2 separate regions of the Canis lupus genome follow, and region 1 is linked to region 2. A link is a contact called in public Hi-C data. All regions are on one chromosome and are shown on one strand. The core of a region is the stretch at or near the end of the contact, and the rest is flanking DNA. Distances in the headings are between cores, read along the strand shown.

What was found. Hi-C and Micro-C count contacts between places; a contact is called where the count stands out from the background.
Region 1: a contact with region 2 is called in a Hi-C map of blood, with 9 times the contacts expected there. The contact joins two enhancer-like sites. A contact is called at or near these places in 4 of 9 Hi-C or Micro-C datasets (amygdala, blood and liver).

What each region holds. Positions count from the first base shown.
Region 1 is chr27:24,398,000-24,402,233 of UU_Cfam_GSD_1.0, reverse strand. No RefSeq gene overlaps it. Among named protein-coding and RNA genes, the nearest start is that of KRAS, 120 kb to the right of the region's middle. Within about 2 kb of position 2,798, at least 18 of the 20 cell types and tissues checked have an H3K27ac peak or open chromatin away from gene starts, as enhancers often do. A contact at or near this core is called in blood, where this site is marked.
Region 2 is chr27:24,041,559-24,046,455 of UU_Cfam_GSD_1.0, reverse strand. No RefSeq gene overlaps it. Among named protein-coding and RNA genes, the nearest start is that of BCAT1, 39 kb to the right of the region's middle. Within about 2 kb of position 2,630, at least 1 of the 20 cell types and tissues checked has an H3K27ac peak or open chromatin away from gene starts, as enhancers often do. A contact at or near this core is called in blood, where this site is marked.

The DNA of each region.
Region 1 (4,234 bases), core at 1,549-4,048, 360 kb before region 2:
TCACAGAGCAGCTGGAGCACTTGGCACTCCTGTAAGAGTTCTGGATTATTTGCCCCAGGCTTACACAAGGACAGAGGCCTCTCCAGCCCTGGAGAGTACTTGAGCTTTTTCTAAATACATTTTTTTTTCAGCATAATAATAAACTCTATTTCCATTTCTGCCTCTGCAACTGAGAATTGAGAACAACGGAATAATCCGTGATCATTATCTGTATGTTTCTATAAAGGGTGGTAAAGTGCTTATTGTGAAGAACACAGCTGAAATGCCCATATTAGCATTTACAGCGGGAGACATGCACCTCCCTTATCGCTTCATTTGTGGTTTACCAGTTATCCTCTTACCTCCTACTGACTCAAAGCTGTACCAGCAGCTACCCTCCGAATGTTCCTTCCTCAAGATGAGCCTCTCTAAAAAATGAGAGCCAGTGCAAGTGGCAGCTGAGATGTGCAGCTTTCAACTTACACAGTTACTTGGAGCTTTTTAAAAATCTCTTTTCATCTGGGCATACTAATAAGGAAACCAACAAATGAATTAGCAGGAAAAAAAGTAACATTAAAAAAACTTAAGGGAAAGGGAAAATACTGTATAAATGCAATAAATATACAGATACTACAATAAAATGGCAGTCTTAATAGCAAAGAGATGATTACCAAGAAGGCAGAGATTATAAATGCATTCATACTTGGCTTGGGAAATTAGAAACACTAATTAACACTAATTAAGATGGATGGAAACAAGTTGAGAAGAGAAAGGCTGGTGTAAGATGATTGCAAGTAGACGGTCACCAAATCAACTTTGATGATTCACACTAAAATTATTGGAAAAAGCATTTCGATGATTAAGACACTTTTTTCTTACATTAGTCCCTGTGAATGTAGGGAATAATGGTTGTGAAGCAAGTCCGTCTTTTGTTCTAATGTGGATTTTAAAGCATAAACCGACTCGCAGTACCATGGGCACACCCCAAGTGTTTTACTTTTCAGGCGCATTGCCCATAATCCGTTTGGCAGCAGGGGGCGCTCTTCTGTTAAAATCCGAAATTTCTTTTTAAAAAGCTTTTAGGGTAGCACTTGCTTTAGCATCCAACGAACAGCAGTTAAAGTATCGTTTTCAAACAACGAGAGTACGTTTGAGCTTTGGGCTTCATTTAGGGGAGAAGGATAGCAAAGTGTAACGTTTATGAAATAGATTTTAATGAGAGCGTTGGTTTTAGCGCATGCTTACTCTCTTCTGAATAAATGTATTCATCCCGCCAATATTTACTGAGGTGCAAGATCCCAGCCTATGGATCTTCCAGCAGCCATCCCCTGGGGCTTGGATAGTGTTGTTACAGGAAGGCTTGGAACTTTAGAAAATGCTGTGTGCGCTTTCAGGGAAGAACATCTTAAAACAAAGAGAAGGAATTAAGTCATCACCTTTATCCCACTCAGATGTAAAGAATTCACTGTGTAAAATAGATCCTACCCAAGGTGTTTGGAACAAACAGCAGAAAGTCCCCACCCTCAGTTCACAACCTGCAGAGATAAATGATTTTGAAACATCCGACTATGAATATATGACACTATCTGCATTTTTCCTCGCCTGATCTACAGCTCTTTTCTGGACAGAACCTTCTGTGCCCTTCTACAGTCCACAACATAGGATTGCTTCCTGGTTTGCAAACCGTGGTCGGTTCCTCCCTCCCTGACCTTCCCCACCACCGGCTCCCAGAGCGAACCAACCCCGGGCAGGGTCAAGTTGCTGCACATTTTCAATTGCTACAAGAGATTCTCTTCTGCAAGAACCGTGGGGAAAGTTTCCGGATAGCCGTTTGGATTAGCTAACTGGCTCATTTAAAAAAAAAAAAAAAACTAAAGACTGAAACGAGGAGGCATCCTACATCTTGCATCTTCCGAACCCTCCTTGTTTCATTTTCAAGCTCATGAGGTCTTCTCAGTGATCATGTATGCAAAAGCCATTTTTGAACACCCCAAGTCGCAAGTCATTGGACAGGACTCTCGATGCGAGTCGCACTCCCACGTGGTGCCTCTGCGATCCACCTTGAGCGTTTGCTCGGGTTATAAACCCTTAAAACTTGGTGCCTTTTCTTTCGGATAAAAGCAAAAAAAAAAAAAAGTCTAAAAGGGCGGGCCTCCGGCTTCCCCAAAGTGATCCTTCTGGGAAGCAATCTGCATCCCGCAGCACTGCTGCACCGCCCGAGACCTACAGGGCCCGCAGCGCTGGCGGCGCCGCCCGCCGCCCGGCCGCCCCGCAGCCCCTCCGCGGTCCCCGCGCGCCGCCGGCGGAGGAGGGGCGCTCGCGGCCGAGGTCGCCGCCCGGTTGAGCAATCCGCCTATGCAAATAAGCAGGATCACGACAGCCAATGGGAGGCCGCCTCTGCCCTGACGCGCGCGCCCCGAGCCCGTAGTATTTATAGATCGTATTTAAAGAGCCCTTGGGAGTCTCCCCGGGCTCGGCTGGGCGGCGGCGGCGGCGGCGGCGGCGGCGCATTTAGCCCGGCGCGTGCGGTGGCGGAGCGGTCGCTGCCGGTCCCATCCCAGTGGGGGTGTCGGACGTGGGGGGGCGTCCGAGCACGCTCCGCGGCGGTTTTTACCCACTTCCCAGCCTCGGTGTCTGGAGAGGGGGAGGAAATGCTGCAGCTTCGGCAATAGTTTGACTTAAAACAAAGGCAGGGATGTGGGATCTCCCAGCCCCCGGGGCGGGCGCGCGGGGGGGGGGTGGCTGAGAAGGGGGCAGAACGTTTGAACCGACCCCGCCCCGGCCCCACACTTGAGCCCCGAGCGGGCGCCGTTTCCTGGCGCTGGGCTGTGCTCCGCAGAGGGCGGCCTTCCTGGGGGGAGGGGAGGGCGATAGGGCCCGAAAAGCCCAAAGCCGTGGAATTCGGGGGCGGGGCTAGTGGGCCAGTCAAAGCGTCCTCGCGGAAAATAAATGGCAAGATAGTGGCAATGATGATCTCGGCGCGCGGTCGGCGGATCTCCAGGCTCCCCGCCAGCGGGCTGCACGCTGCAGCGCGAGAGCAGGAAGCTGGCATTACGTCAGAGCAGCGGAGAGCCCCGAAGTGCAGCCGTTGCGTTTGCAGGGCTGGCCGGCTTCCTCCCCCACATTTCCCCCTTTGAGTTCTTGGAGAGGCCTGGCCGGCCGCGGCCCGGGGTGCTGGGCGCTGCGGGGCTTCGCCGCAAAAGGGGAGGGGGGCGTCCGGGCAGCCCCGAGCTGCTGCGCGTCGCCCTCCCCCGCCGGCTTCTTAGAAGCCACAGCCAATTCCTTTCGAAGGTAGCCCGGCGCTCAGCTGGAGGTCCTAAATTCCGGGGGGGCGGGGGGGCGGCGCGGAGGGCTGGGCTGCTGTCCTGGGGCGGCGCCGGCGCACGTCGACCCCAGCCGAGGGGCGGCTGGTGGAGGAGAAGGCCCAGCCACGTGTAGGAAGGGACGAGGGCCCCCCACCCCCCCACCTTGTCAGGGCCTGGGCACAGGAAACCATCATCTGGGGCCGGGTCAGCGCTCCTTCGACCCCTCCTGACCGACGTGAACCGGCAGAGTGTTGTGAATGAGCACAGTTTTGCCTTTGGGCGTGTGGAGCGGGCCGCGAGCTTCACCTGCGCCGCTGCTCCTCCGCTCCCCGGGTCGGGGTCATTACGAGGTAACCTTGGCAACCGGTTCCAGGCTCCGGCCCGCTCCACCCCTGGGCAAAGCTTAACACGCACACAAAAAAGGTGGTGACGATAGCTAATGATTGTTGACTGTTCTGTGCAAATGCAGCTTGCTCAGGGCTTTGTCCGACTTTATCTCCCAGCAGCTGGATGAGGTGCGTGCGTACTATTATCCCCGGTTTACAGATAAGGAAACCGATTCCAAGAACCCGAGCGTCCACCAGGCAGGGGGAGGGGGACGCGGGCAGCCGGACTCCAAAGCCCACAGCGTTAACCTCTCTGGGCCACCTGGAGGGTGGAGGGGAGACGACTGTGGTCTGGGGGAGCTTCCAGGCCCACCGCGCCCCGCACCTTTATTCAGCCCTGATATCCTATGCACTATAATAAACCTGCCCTGGTCATGAGGCACCTGGCCGGCTTAGTCAGTGGAGCACGTGACTCTTGATCTCAGGGTGGTGAGTTCTAGCCCCGTGTTGGGGGTGAAGATTACTTAAAAACCAACCCAAACCTAGTCTTGGTTAAACTGGTGGGTGTCATGTGGCAGGCTTAGCAGGTTTAGTCTCTTTAGATAAGAGAGATCTTGGGAAAAC
Region 2 (4,897 bases), core at 1,381-3,880:
GCAAACCACAAGTCCCAGATTTAGTAAATGCTCAGCAAGTCTCATCTGCAAACCTGTTTGATTACTAATAAATGCAAGCTGGCATAGAACGGGACTCTCCCCTCCCACCATTCACCTAACGCTGTTATATTAAGCTCCTTGGCTGGGTCACACCAAACTTATTATAAACATCTCATACTGGAACAATTCCTGAAATAGCATAGTCACAATATGCTTCTGAAAACTCACTGTGCTCTTCTGTTTCAGTTCTTAGTATATGAAGTCTTGTTTTCTTCTCAGAGACTAGGAGAAGACCTGAAATCTATCCACAAGAATTCAGGAGCTCCCATGCTCTTGGGGTCTATAAAACCACACTTTCCACTAACATGCATGTCAAATGACTAAGGCTGGAAATGACAATTCAGGACCCTAGGTATCCAAAAGCCCCTTTGAAAACAATTCTAGGATTTGCCTGTGCTGAAAGCAACATCTCTGGGGAATCCTAGCTTTATCACCACAAGCATATAGAGTTGGGGGCTGGGAGTGAGGAGAAGATTGAGGCTACCCCGCGGATGGTTTTTACCTGTTTAAAACAGGACTTTATTGACCTTAGATGACTACAGGCCAGCATCCACCAAAGTTTAGCTACTTAGTTTGGGGAAAACTCACCACTTTATTTTCAGTTTACCAGCACTCCAAGGACCATCTTCTGAAAACAGACCCAAGAGCCGAGGCTCACAGGATCAGGTGATTGGGTGGAGTTAACTTCCACAGGGGCCCTAAGGAGCAAGCTGAGAGATTACCACTAGAGAAGAGGGAAGCCAGTGATCAGCTGCACCTGCCTCATTGGTCTGTGCCAAGATCTTAAGAGGGAGAGGGGGAGGAAAGATGGAGGAGGAGGGAGGACCACTACTTTGGCCATATCTATGCCATTTTTGTGTGCTCCCCACCATGGTAATAGCAACAAAATAAACATCATCCAGAATATAATCCGGATGGAGGAAATGTCACATTTTAACTTAAGTGTAATAGGTTTCTGTTGGACCAAGTGCTGTATGGTTTCTAAAAACACTGATGATATTAATCATTCCCTCTCTTATGGGACCATATCTGGTTTGGGAGACACAGGGTATCGACTACACAAAGTGCACTAATTAAGCCAAGAAGTACACGAACAGTACATCAAACTCCGTGGGAGGTCAGGACAGGGAGAGGTCAGTGTGAGTTGACAAGTGTTTTTGAAGTGAGACATAAACGGAGCTTTAAATAATACACTATTTGGGGAAGATATGGGCTTGGTCTAATCTGTGAGGTGGGGAGATTAAGCCTATTGCTTGGCAGCACTGGATAAATGGAACCTCGAGGTAGGTAAGAAGATACAGAATAGTGAAAAAAAAATGTTAAGTCTACAGAGGTGATATACAGGCAGATTCAGACCTGAATGGCATTTTTTTTTTTTGTGATGCCATTTCCCATCTGAGAAAATAATATTGGGGGGATACAGACTTTTTTTAACGTCTTTTTTTTAGATTTCATTTATTTATTCATGATAGAGAGAGAGAGAGAGAGAGAGAGAGAGAGAGAGACAGGCAGAGGGAGAAGCAGGCTCTATGCCAGGAGCCCAATGTGGGACTCGATCCCGGGACCCCAGGATCACTCCCTGGGCCAAAGGCAGGCGCTGAACCGCTGAGCCACCCAGGGATCCCCAATACAGACTTTTTGAAAGATTTTATTTCACAGAGAGACAGAGCTGAGAGGGGCAGGAGGAGAGGGAGAAGCAGGCTCTCCGCTGAGCAGGGAGCCCCAGGAGGGGCTGGATTCCAGGACTGAGATATCATGACCTGAGCTGAAGGCAGAAGCTTAACCGACTGAGCTGCCCAGGTATGGGGACACACACACACATCTTAAAAATAAAACAAAAAAACAAACCAGCATCAGGATTCCAAACATACAACATGAAACATGTAAGTGGAACATTTTGTTCTCAAACTAGCAGTTTTGCTTACTGCCCCCTGGGCTTCTCTAGTCAGACCACTTCATCCCTAATCACATGCTTCACAGACTTCAGCACTGGTGATTTCCTACTTCTCTTCTATTTTCTCTCTTCCTCACTTAGCCTTGGGTGCTCTGAAAATCTATTTTTGGAATATCTAGGTTTCTATATATGCTCCTATTCCTGTGTGTCATTTCTGTCCCCAAATGAGAGGGAGGAGAAGTATGGTAGTTGAGAGTTGGAGCTCTGGATTCAAATAGACTGAAGTCAGATCCCAACTCTGCCCAATTAGTTTTGTGACCTCCGACAAATTACTTAACTCTGTGTTTCAGTTTCTTTATCGGCAAAACCAATATTATGAATGACCTCTCGGGTTTGCTGCCAGGATTAAATGAGATAACACACGTATGAAGCATTTTCTGAAACTCTCATTTATTCACTTTTACAGCACAAAATAGTGCCCAGAAAGAAATAACCAATTAACCCGTTCCTCTCATTGACTTGCTCTGTTTAATTTACCATGAAGTGAACTATTATAACATCTACACTTATGATCTTCTTATCAATTCACAGATACCGAAACCAGCAACACCCAGAGAGATTTCCCTCCTAGTCATAAAGGAAGCCAGCGGTGGAGCCAAAAATAATATTAAAATTCTGAATCCACTAGACCATATCACCTGTCTGGCAAATTGTACTCTTACTTCCTGCTCCACATGAGTGTATTACACTTGATGTTTCACAAAGTAGTGAAAGGAATAGCCTGAACAATAAATTCCAATGGATGTGTAAGGAATTAAATAAACATATTATTCCATTATTTATTTATTGTTTGCCTCATATGATTCTGACAGAATGTGCTCATGTGGTGCTTTGCCCCTGGACAGCACAAGCTGGTGATCCCTGTACCTGTCCCAAGGCAGCCAGAAATGTGCAGTTGCCACCAAAACAGCTTCTCCCACCCCAAACACATGCTTTGTTAACACAAAAGAGGATATTAAGGGTTATAATATGGATTAGGCAAACAACAACAATAAAAAAACCAAGATGAACAAACCAACAAATAAAAAACCAAGATGAGGCTTTGAGTTTTTGGATATACTATAGATAGAGTTGATAACAGCATGGTGGTAGACTTGCCAAGTCATTTCCCCTTAAAGGCATGTTGACCAAGCAGGGCCCCTGACATTGCCAGACATGAAAGTAACTGTCTGTTTTGTATCAGAGAACCACTGAGGGATACTGCAAGGAAATAAAATCTTAGTAGGTGAGAAAGGGGGAAAAAAAAAATATATATATATATATATTTTTTTTTTTTTCACATAACGCATATCCCTTTCTAACTCAATCTTTAATGTTGCTAAACATTAGCCAGTAGCTAGGTCTCTGAGATTAACTCACATTGACCCAAGGGACTTACTTTGTCAAACCAAGAGTAGATTGGAGGGGATAGGAGGAAGAAGGAAGGAAAGAAAACCAGATAGTGGAATCATCCTTCAGCAGAGTCAAACATAACATGCCTTTCATTTTTCAAAGCCTGCTCTATGTAAAATGCATGATTTCTTATAATGTACTCTACTGTGCCCTTGTATTCTAGGTGTCATCATCTTTACATTTCTTTTAATAGAACTTTAAATAAAATCTGTGTCCTCAGGAAGCCAATTTTCTTTTTTTTTCTTTAATTTAGGAAACCAATTTTCATAGAGATACTATCCCAGAAAGAAAAGGATTGGAAAGTAAGTAATCTATGGATTCCATTATGAAGTGAACATTTTGTTTTGTTTTGCTTAAATTTTATTTATTCATGAGAGACACAGAGAGAGACAGAGGAAGAAGGCTCCCTTCAGGGAGCCTGATGTGGGACTTGATCCCAGGACCCCAGGATTGCACCCTGAGCTATAGGCAAATGCTCAACTACTGAGCTACATAAGCGCCCCTGAAGCGAACATTTCAAAAGGAAATTTGGCAATTCCTTTTCAGAGGACAGTGGAAGTAAAGCAAGGCCCTGAAGATAGTACCAAGATATATATTCGCTGAGTGAAAATCATCTGTTGCCCTTCCTTCCAGATCTACCCAGAAGTAAAGCAGGAGTGACAGTCCTCACTGCGCTCTATACCTCTGCCTTCCCTTGGCACTGGATGGGGATGGTAATGGCTTCCTAAAGCCATCATGCCAACACCAGGGGGTGCTCTCTTCTTCTTACTGTTTCTCTTCACCCTGCCCACACCTTCATGAATGAGATTCTTTCCAGCCTCCCCTTTAAAAAAAAAAGAAAAGTGTCATCTGTTTCCTAAGGGACCCTGGCAGATATACACTAAGAGATCATTTTAGCTGTCATGTAAATGTCCATAGCCCAAAGTGGTTGTCACCCTAATTACACAAAGGGCATAATACCTTTCTCTTTTTTCCTTAAGATTTTTATCTATTTATTTGAGTGTGCAAGAGCTCAGGGGAGGGGCAGACTCTCTGCTGCGAGGGGAGCCAGACACAGGGCGATCCCAGGACCCTGAGATCATGACCTGAGCTAAAGGCAGACGCTTAATTGACTGAACCACCCAGGTGCCCTTATAATACCTCTCTTAAAATATTTTGGTTTTGTTTTTAAACTCTATGTAGCTTCTTCTTTTGGTTGCATACATACTGCTAATTCAAAGAAGGAGATTTGACTAAAAGGAAAAAAAACTTCACAAAACTTCTTTTGAAAATTGTAATAGCTTTTGCCAAATCAGTTTCCATAGAGATTATATCAATTTATGGTCCCACCAACAATCTGTGAGCCTGCTTTGTTCCCCACACCCTCATCACACACAATGTGTTGATCTTTGCCAATCTGATAGGTGAAATATGGCATCATGCCATTTTAATTTGCATTTCTCTCCTTATGAATACGGTTTCATGTGTTAAGAGCCATTTGTATTTCTATGT